Regions from separate parts of the Mus musculus genome. Here region 1 is linked to region 2. Evidence: chromatin contacts called from public Hi-C data. All regions are on one chromosome and are shown on one strand. The core of a region is the stretch at or near the end of the contact, and the rest is flanking DNA. Distances in the headings are between cores, read along the strand shown. Region 1 holds the start of Desi1 (desumoylating isopeptidase 1). Region 2 holds the start of Xpnpep3 (X-prolyl aminopeptidase 3, mitochondrial).

Evidence for each region. A called contact is a pair of places that touch in the nucleus more often than the background predicts.
Region 1: a contact with region 2 is called in a Hi-C map of B cells, with 17 read pairs. The contact joins the promoter of Desi1 here to the promoter of Xpnpep3 in region 2. A contact is called at or near these places in 1 of 484 Hi-C or Micro-C datasets (B cells) and 2 of 9 other capture datasets (liver and pancreatic islet).

Annotation. Positions count from the first base shown.
Region 1 is chr15:82,013,758-82,017,676 of GRCm38.p6, reverse strand. It overlaps Desi1 (desumoylating isopeptidase 1), which reads left to right and starts at 1,457. Exons shown (of 6, transcript NM_134095.3): 1 at 1,457-1,799. The coding sequence starts at 1,712. Xrcc6 (X-ray repair complementing defective repair in Chinese hamster cells 6) reads right to left here and starts at 1,308. Exons shown (of 13, transcript NM_010247.2): 1 at 1,202-1,308; 2 at 479-567. The coding sequence starts at 554.
Region 2 is chr15:81,398,578-81,402,418 of GRCm38.p6, reverse strand. Xpnpep3 (X-prolyl aminopeptidase 3, mitochondrial) reads right to left here and starts at 2,281. Exons shown (of 10, transcript NM_001347075.1): 1 at 2,132-2,281. The coding sequence starts at 2,195. It overlaps St13 (suppression of tumorigenicity 13), which reads left to right and starts at 2,725. Exons shown (of 12, transcript NM_133726.2): 1 at 2,725-2,934. The coding sequence starts at 2,825.

The DNA of each region.
Region 1 (3,919 bases), core at 208-2,707, 620 kb before region 2:
AGCAATGGTTAAGAATACTTGACGCTCTCTCACACACGATCCAGCTTCACTTCACAGAATGCACATGGAGGCTCACAACCACCTATAACTTTAGTAGCAGGAGATCCGACTCCCTCTTCTGGCTCCCTTTTGCACCAGACATGTACAGAGGTGTACACACATACATAAAATAAAAATAAGTAGATTTTTTTAAACAATCAAAAATATGTAAAAAATAAAGTGACAAATATTACCATGGACAGAGTCATTTATTGAAGATTAATAAATTCTCTATCGTGGTTAGTAAAAAAAAAAAAAGGAAAATAGGGTTAGGAATGTTCATAGAGTGAAATAGGATCTAAATAATAACTGTAAAACTCAAAGGGAGAAAAAATATTTTAGATTATCTGAGGAGAAAAGGGAGGGATATCAGACAACATAAAGTGCTCCCAGCAAAAAAAAAAGTACACAGCGAAAATCTTCCACACAGGCCACTTACCACCTGTGTCGGGGCTCTCCTCCTCCTCTTCCTCTTCCTCGCCCTCAGTTTTGTAGTAGGACTCCCACTCTGACATGTTGGTTTGCTCACTAGGTGAGAGAAGTTATGAATTTAAATGAAAAAAAAAAAAAAAAAAAAAACCAAGGCAGGTAGCTCTGTGGTAATGCGCTTTCCTACAGTGTACCCGGACCTATGCCACACACACCAGAAAAAAAAAGAGAGACAGACAGACAGACTTCTGGGTTCTCTTTAGATCTGTTCTAAATGCTCGGGTCACTAATAAAGAATGTGAATGATGGCTCCTGCTTCCTCCAAAGCTCTCCATATCATTGGAGAGGCAAGAGAAATGTGCATGGGGTCATTGCTGCAACAACCTCCCCTTGGCTATCCCTTAAGGATGCTGCAGGACCAAAATGGCTAGGGGTGAGGGCGAGGTATAACATAGCGGCTCAGCACTGAAGGTCCTATCTCGAGCTCCAACTGGACTGGGACGGTACTTGGTGCTCTGGCTGAAACATTCGTCTTCATTTCTCCCCCAACCTTCAGCTAGAGATTGGCTCAACCACCAGTCCTGTTCCGCCTTCTGGGGAGAAAGGAGCATGACCCAGGTCCTGCAGGTCGACAGCGCTGCTCCGTGGTGAGGCCAGGGGTCGCGCGACACTAAGCGTGCAAGCAAGCCACCAAGGCAGGCCTCATCCAACACATGTGGTGCGGCGAACCTACCTTAACCGCAGGCGGGCAAGCCACTGGGACAGCAGAAGGTGGGCACCACGTCCACGCGGGCTCCTTGTCTCTCGCCCAATCAGCGACGTTGCGTCATCACGCACAACACGCCCTTCGACCCTTCAAGCGGGCACGCCCACTCGCATTTCCCGCTTCCACCCCCTGTTCCCTAAACTGGAACGCTTGCGGCCAGAGAAAGCCCCGCCCCTCGCTTGAAGCTCCGCCCCCGAAACCCGTCAGCACCGAACGCACATGCGTGAAAGTGCGTCCCCGCCCCTGCCCCCTGTTCCGTGCGGAGTCTCTGGGATCTCTCTCTCTGTCACCTCACAGTAGTCGTTGCCGGTCGCGGGTGTCCGGGCGCGAGCAGCGCAGGGCCGCCTCTCCCCCGCCCTCAGGCCGGGCCCCGGCTCGGTCCCCCGCTCCCTCTTCTCCCCACCCCGGTCGGGTACCGGAAGGTCCAAGCCGCTGCCGGGTGCCCGAGGGCCATCGTGGCCGCCGCCACGGGTCCTGATGGAGCCGCCAAATCTCTATCCGGTGAAGCTCTACGTGTACGACCTGTCCAAGGGCCTGGCCCGCCGGCTCAGCCCCATCATGCTGGGTGAGGGGACCGGGGTCAGTGGGAAGAAGGCAGGTGGCCGCTGGAAGCGATCCACCGAGGGGGGTGGGGGAAGACGGGCCCATGGGTGGTAGGAAAGATCCACTAGGGCAAGGACAGTGAGGTGGGATTCCCTGAACCCCTGTCCAGCTTCATGATCTAAGCCAAGGAGACACACGCTCCGGCTGAGAGCAAGCTCCTCTTCAGCTAGAGACTGGGGCTAGCCGACTGATCTTGGTGGATTCCCCAAGAAGCCAGGGAACCCTGCTTCTTTAGCTCAAAGTAGAGAAAGTGAGGATACCTCCAGCTCGTGTCCCTGGTGGTGGAAGCAACACTGCAGACGAGATCCTCTGGTGTCCCTCGGAGCGACTGCCCTCCGCGCCAAAAGGAAATTCCCTCTGCAGTCCTTGGAGTGGATGGGAAGAGAGCGCTAGAGCGGTGGAAGGCTTGAGCCCTTGCCGGCTCCAGGTTAGGTCAAGTCAGGTCACCCTGAGCCAGATCTTGGAACTAATTACGTTCTGTCCGACGATGCAATTTTCGCTCAACAGTTAATTGCTTTTGACCAGATGGTAAGAAAGCAGTTCTGGGGGAGGACCGGATGCTGTATCGGTGAGGATATCGGTTGTGCTCAGTTCAAATGGTTTCATGCTGAGAGAGAAAAAGAGCCCTTCAGTGTAGGTCCAACTTCACTTCAAGTCAAATACCAAAATGTCTGTCATATAGGATTTGTCAGGCTTGTCATTTCAGGTAATGGTGGACAGGAATGGATTTCAGGGATTGAAACTGACATAGTTTTGCATCATTCAATAAATAGCTATAGTGTTTCCTGGAGACATTGGAGGAAGGCCTATTTCTTAAGGAACACAAGGGGCAGGGATCAAGGAAGCAAGGCAAGTTTTGAGGACATCCATTTGTGATGTGTCACTGAGTTGAACTTACTAATCCTTTAACCCTGGGGCAGCGAGTGGTTTCTAAATGTGGTTTCCCATCAGAATCATCTAGGATGTTCGTTAAAAACACAAATACCTGACTGAGGCTGTTGCTCACTCACTGGTAGAGTTCCTGCTTGGCATGCTCCAAGCCCTGGGGTTTGATCTCTAACATGGAAACAAAAAACAAGTGCATTCATTTCCAACATACATTGTCAGATGGGATGGGGTGGGGGGAGCTGAAAAAACTGTATTAGAACCAACTGGGTGAAACACTCCGATGATCCTAGTACTAAGGAGGCTGAGGCAAGAGGGCTGTGGGTTCAAGACCAACAAGCTGGGCTACACACACACCTGAGGGAATAAAAGAAGAAGAAAGGAAGTGAAGAGAGAGAGAAAAAGCTCAGGTCAAAACGGTTCCTCTACCAAAGAAACTGGTAGCAGACAGAGTGGAAGGAAACTTTGCCCTAAACTACTTTGTACTAAATGTGTGCACATTTTGTGAGTCTTACATGTGCGAATTGTGGAACCATGCTTCACAGATACTAAGCCAGAGTCTTTGGAAATATGTTATTTTTAATGAGTGTTTTGGATCATTCTTTATGTAGCCAGCCCATTATCCTTAGAGAGAGATTTGGACCTAAGTCATGGGTTGTTGGCGGGGGTTAGGGTCCGGTCATGACTCGGTGGTAGAGGCCTTGCTTAACAAGGCCCGAGCTCAGTCTCCCGCACACCTGAGAAGAAAGGAAGGCAAATCTGAAAGCAAAACCTGCAAGCATTCTTCTTGTTGTTTGTTTGGGGAACGTTTGAGCCATTGGTAGATTATATCAGTCAGGTTCCAGCTAAGTTCCTTGGAATGCAGCCATGTCTTCAGTTTTATCACAGAGAGGCATCGTTTGTTTCCTTGACCCATAAAGCGCCCTCCAGACTGATTTTTTTTTTCAAAAAGGTATTTTTTATTATTATACATAAGTACACTGTAGCTGTCTTCAGAAGCACCAGAAGAGGTCGTCAGATCTCATTATGGGTGGTTATGTGCTACCATGTGGTTGCTGGGATTTGAACTCAGGACCTTCAGAAGAACAGTCAGTGCCACCTTGCTACCCCACCCCCAGGCTGATTTTTATATTGGTCCTAAAACCTAATAATTATGTTTTTAGCTGAAAGAGACACTAGATATTGTTGTTTCATTAA
Region 2 (3,841 bases), core at 1,032-3,531:
CCTTTGGTGATAAACAGCAATGTGGAAATGTAAGCTGAATAAACCCTTTCCTCCCAAACTTGCTTCTCGATGTTTTGTGCAGGAATACAAACCCTGACTAAGACACCTCCCTAGTGTTGGGCTTTAAAAGTGTTCACCACCATACCTGATTTCTTATGGTAGTTAGAGCAGCACCTGTCAACCTGTGGGTCACAACACCCCCCCCCCCCAGTGGGGGTTGAACAACCCTTTCACAGCAGGCCAGGATCTTTAAATCCTGTACACTGGCTATTTATATTACAATTCACAATAGTAACAAAATTACAGTTATGAAGTAGAAAAGAAAGTAATTTTATGGCTGGGGTCACCACAGCATGAGCTGTATTAAGGGGCTGCAGGTTAGGAAGGTTGAGAACCACTGCTCTAGAGGCTTTCTAAAGAAAGGCAACTACATGTAGTTGGCTAGGTAAGTTCTGAGAGGAGTGAATGATTAAACTACATTGTATGGAAGTCTCAATAAAAAAAAAAGTATATATTTTTTAAAGAAAGGAGTAACCAAAAACCACATATTTCAAGTCCTATTTATGAGACTCAAAACCTAAACTCCAAGGATAACAATAACTAAAATGTAAAAAAAATTAAAAAAAAATGCATTCCTCTCTTCTTTGCTGTGTTCTCTTATCAGCTGGATTGAGACTATAACCACTCAGCTGTAATGTCATTGGTGGCTTGTCTGCCTCCCCTTTGACTGTAAGCAACTGGGGTGAAGTAGAGATGCACCCTCAATAGCTAACTCAAAAAGTTCCTGGGTGAAACTGCACTTTCCGGCTCATGAAATGAGAAGTTGCAAAAGGATTCTACCGAGCAGAATTAAGACAAAGAATTGGTATAAAAGACTGGACACAATCACATAACAAACATCTGGCTTAACTGTGTTTCAGTCCCTCAGTCCCTCAGTGGTAAAGATTCAATGTCACTCCTTCATTGAAGCTAAAAAAACCGCAAACCATTTAGTGGTAATATAACAAGATGCTGAACTTACTTTTCCTCAGAAACAAACTATAATATATTTACTAGATTTTTTTAATGTGTTTTAGTCCTAAAGCTGGATCAAGTCAGGATTTACACGAAGCTACAAGAAAGTCAACGATCCGAAACAAAAAGCTGGTTCTAGTCTAGTCACAGTCTGTGGCCTGCCACATTTTCATTCATTTCCGTTAAAGGCACATCTTAACTACCAGGATTACAGAATAGGCTCCGTGCAATGGTGCAGTTTTAAATAGCGAATCCAAGTATCACATGCAAATATCAAGATCAATTTTAATGTCAAATACCCTATTTTCTGGTTCAGATTTTGCACACCTCGTCTGAAGTATAATCCAACATTAGGTCTCCTTACAAAGTAGGTGACTCACTCTCCAGTATAAAATTTTATGTTAGGTTAATTGCTCACCATATTGTACACGGAGGGTTCACATTCTCCGTGCTCTATCACCTTGACTGTTTATGTAAGACTTAGGCACGTCCCTCGCTTAGTTCTTTACAAACTGAATTGCACAAAGCATTTGTTTCTAGACGTGTTTCTTCTCTCTCTTTCTCTCTCTCTCTCTCTCTCTCTCTCTCTTTTCGAGACAGGGTTTCTCTGTATAGTCCTGGCTGTCCTGGAACTCACTCTGTATTTGGATCAGGCTGGCCTCGAACTCAGAAATCCGCCTGCCTCTGCCTCCCAAGTGCTGGGATTAAAGGCGTGCGCCACCACAGCCCGGCTCTATCTTTTGAGCTAGCTCTCCGATGAAACCTATGAAAAGGCGAAAGATTTACCCTGACCTAACACACACACACACGCTACTTGACATTAAACAATTTAGTCAAGTGTGATGATAAAAGCTACCAATTTAGAATTCGAGTAACTTTGAAGACAATCCCTTGGAGTTCCCTCCTCTTCAGTCACTCCAGCTTTCCCAGAATAACAGAACCTAAAGCCCACTCTTTCCCAGAGCAATCGATCAAAAGAAAAATCCGTGGGTGGTGAGGGGGGATCAGGTGCCGATTGGTGAAGAACCACGGATCATCAACTTGTAGCTCTTTGGGCTGCTTTAGGCTTTCTCCAAAGGAAGAACCTGAAGGGGACGCCGGCAGGAAAGACTCTAACCTGAGAGGCCGCGGAGCCTTGCTAGAACGGGAGCCAGCTTGGGGGTTGAGAGCAGAGACGGCATGGCCTGTAACCACTGGTCAGGAAAAGTACAAACTCTGGGGAAAGCCACTAGCACAGCCGCGTCGCCAGGAAACCAGTCAACTGCTCGGCCCCTTCCGGCAGGCGCGGCTCGCGGGCTTTCTTCCCGGGGCGGCGCAGAGCAGTGACGTCACTCGGCTAGGTTTTGGGCGCGCCGGCCCCACGGGCATTTATTTATTTTCCCCCCTCCTCCATGCGGCGTCTCGTTCTGCTTAATGCCCATCTTCACAGAAGAAATATCTTATTCCAAATGTCTCCCTATGTCCCGCTTGAAAGCGCACAGACACAAGGTCCTTCATCCATCCCGGGGAATTAGGTCAGAGGAAAGAATCCGAGTGAGACTGTTCGCCGATCGAAGCAGGCATTGTCACGGGCAGCTACACTTCTAGAAGGTTCTAGGCGGAGCACAGGTCCAGAGGTAGGAGTGGGAATGAGCGAGCGAAGGCCCGGGGTCACGAGGCCGTTGGGGGGGAGGAGCCAGCGGCCGGGGAGGTTCTAGTCTGTTCTGCCTCGCGGCAGCCGCCCCCTTCCACTTGGTCACGTTGAGCCGCTCCCGGGCCTGGCATCGTGCCTCCGCAGCCGCCCACCGCCTTCAGCTTCCAGCCTCCCACCATGGATCCCCGCAAAGTGAGCGAGCTTCGGGCCTTCGTGAAGATGTGTAGGCAGGACCCGAGCGTCCTGCACACCGAGGAAATGCGCTTCCTGAGGGAGTGGGTGGAGAGGTGAGAGCCCTGGGCCCCGTGGACCGTTGGGGACGGAAAGTTGGGGGTTGGGGAGTGGGCCCCGAGCTGGCGTAGGGAGGAGGGGAGCGGTTCTAGGCCCCTTCGTGGCTCTTAGTGGCTTCGAGAGGTTCTCGGAGGGATCTGGAGCGTTGGGCAACTTAGGGGTGGAAAAGCAGAGGTTAGAGTTGGTTCCCCCCCACCCCCCGCAGTTAAGTCTTTATGGGGGTGTGTTTGGGTTGTGAATATTTGAGCAGTGGAAATAATGCGCGAACGAAGACAAAGCTTTTACTAAGGGATTGTTTTTCTTGAACCTGGCGTCTTGTTTAAGTCGCATTGACCCATGTGTCGTTTAAAATATTAATAGTGGTAACTTATTTATTCTATAACTTCAGTTATCTGTACTTGGCCTTACAACGATTTTAATTGCATGGAATTTTGTTGGGAATTATTTATACCCACGTTAGTTGTAGCGCTGTCACTTCAGCTACTTTAGGAATTTTTTTTTTTCCTTCAAAGACCAGTGTGCTTGCAGGACTAACTGGAGAGTATTTCGCCTGCGTACTATGATTGTTGTGCCAGCTGCTGGGAAACAGTATTACTGGGGAATTGGTTTCTCCTTTTTGTTGTTTTAGTCTCGTTGATAAAAGATTTTAAAGACAGAATTAGAAGAAAGCTTAGGCACCATTAGAATTTGAGGGTGAAAAACGCAACAGTACAAACAAACTAAATCTCTACAGCTGCCAAGGGGAGGGAGGATGTTAAGTCATGCTTTCTGAATTAGGGTCAGCAATGGAAGCTCACCAGCACTTGTAGAAATGGGGGAGGGTCGGTCTTCAGAGAAAGTGCATGTTTAGGGTCTTTGGTTAATATAAAAAAAAAAGAGATGGGGAAAAGTAAAGTTTTATAT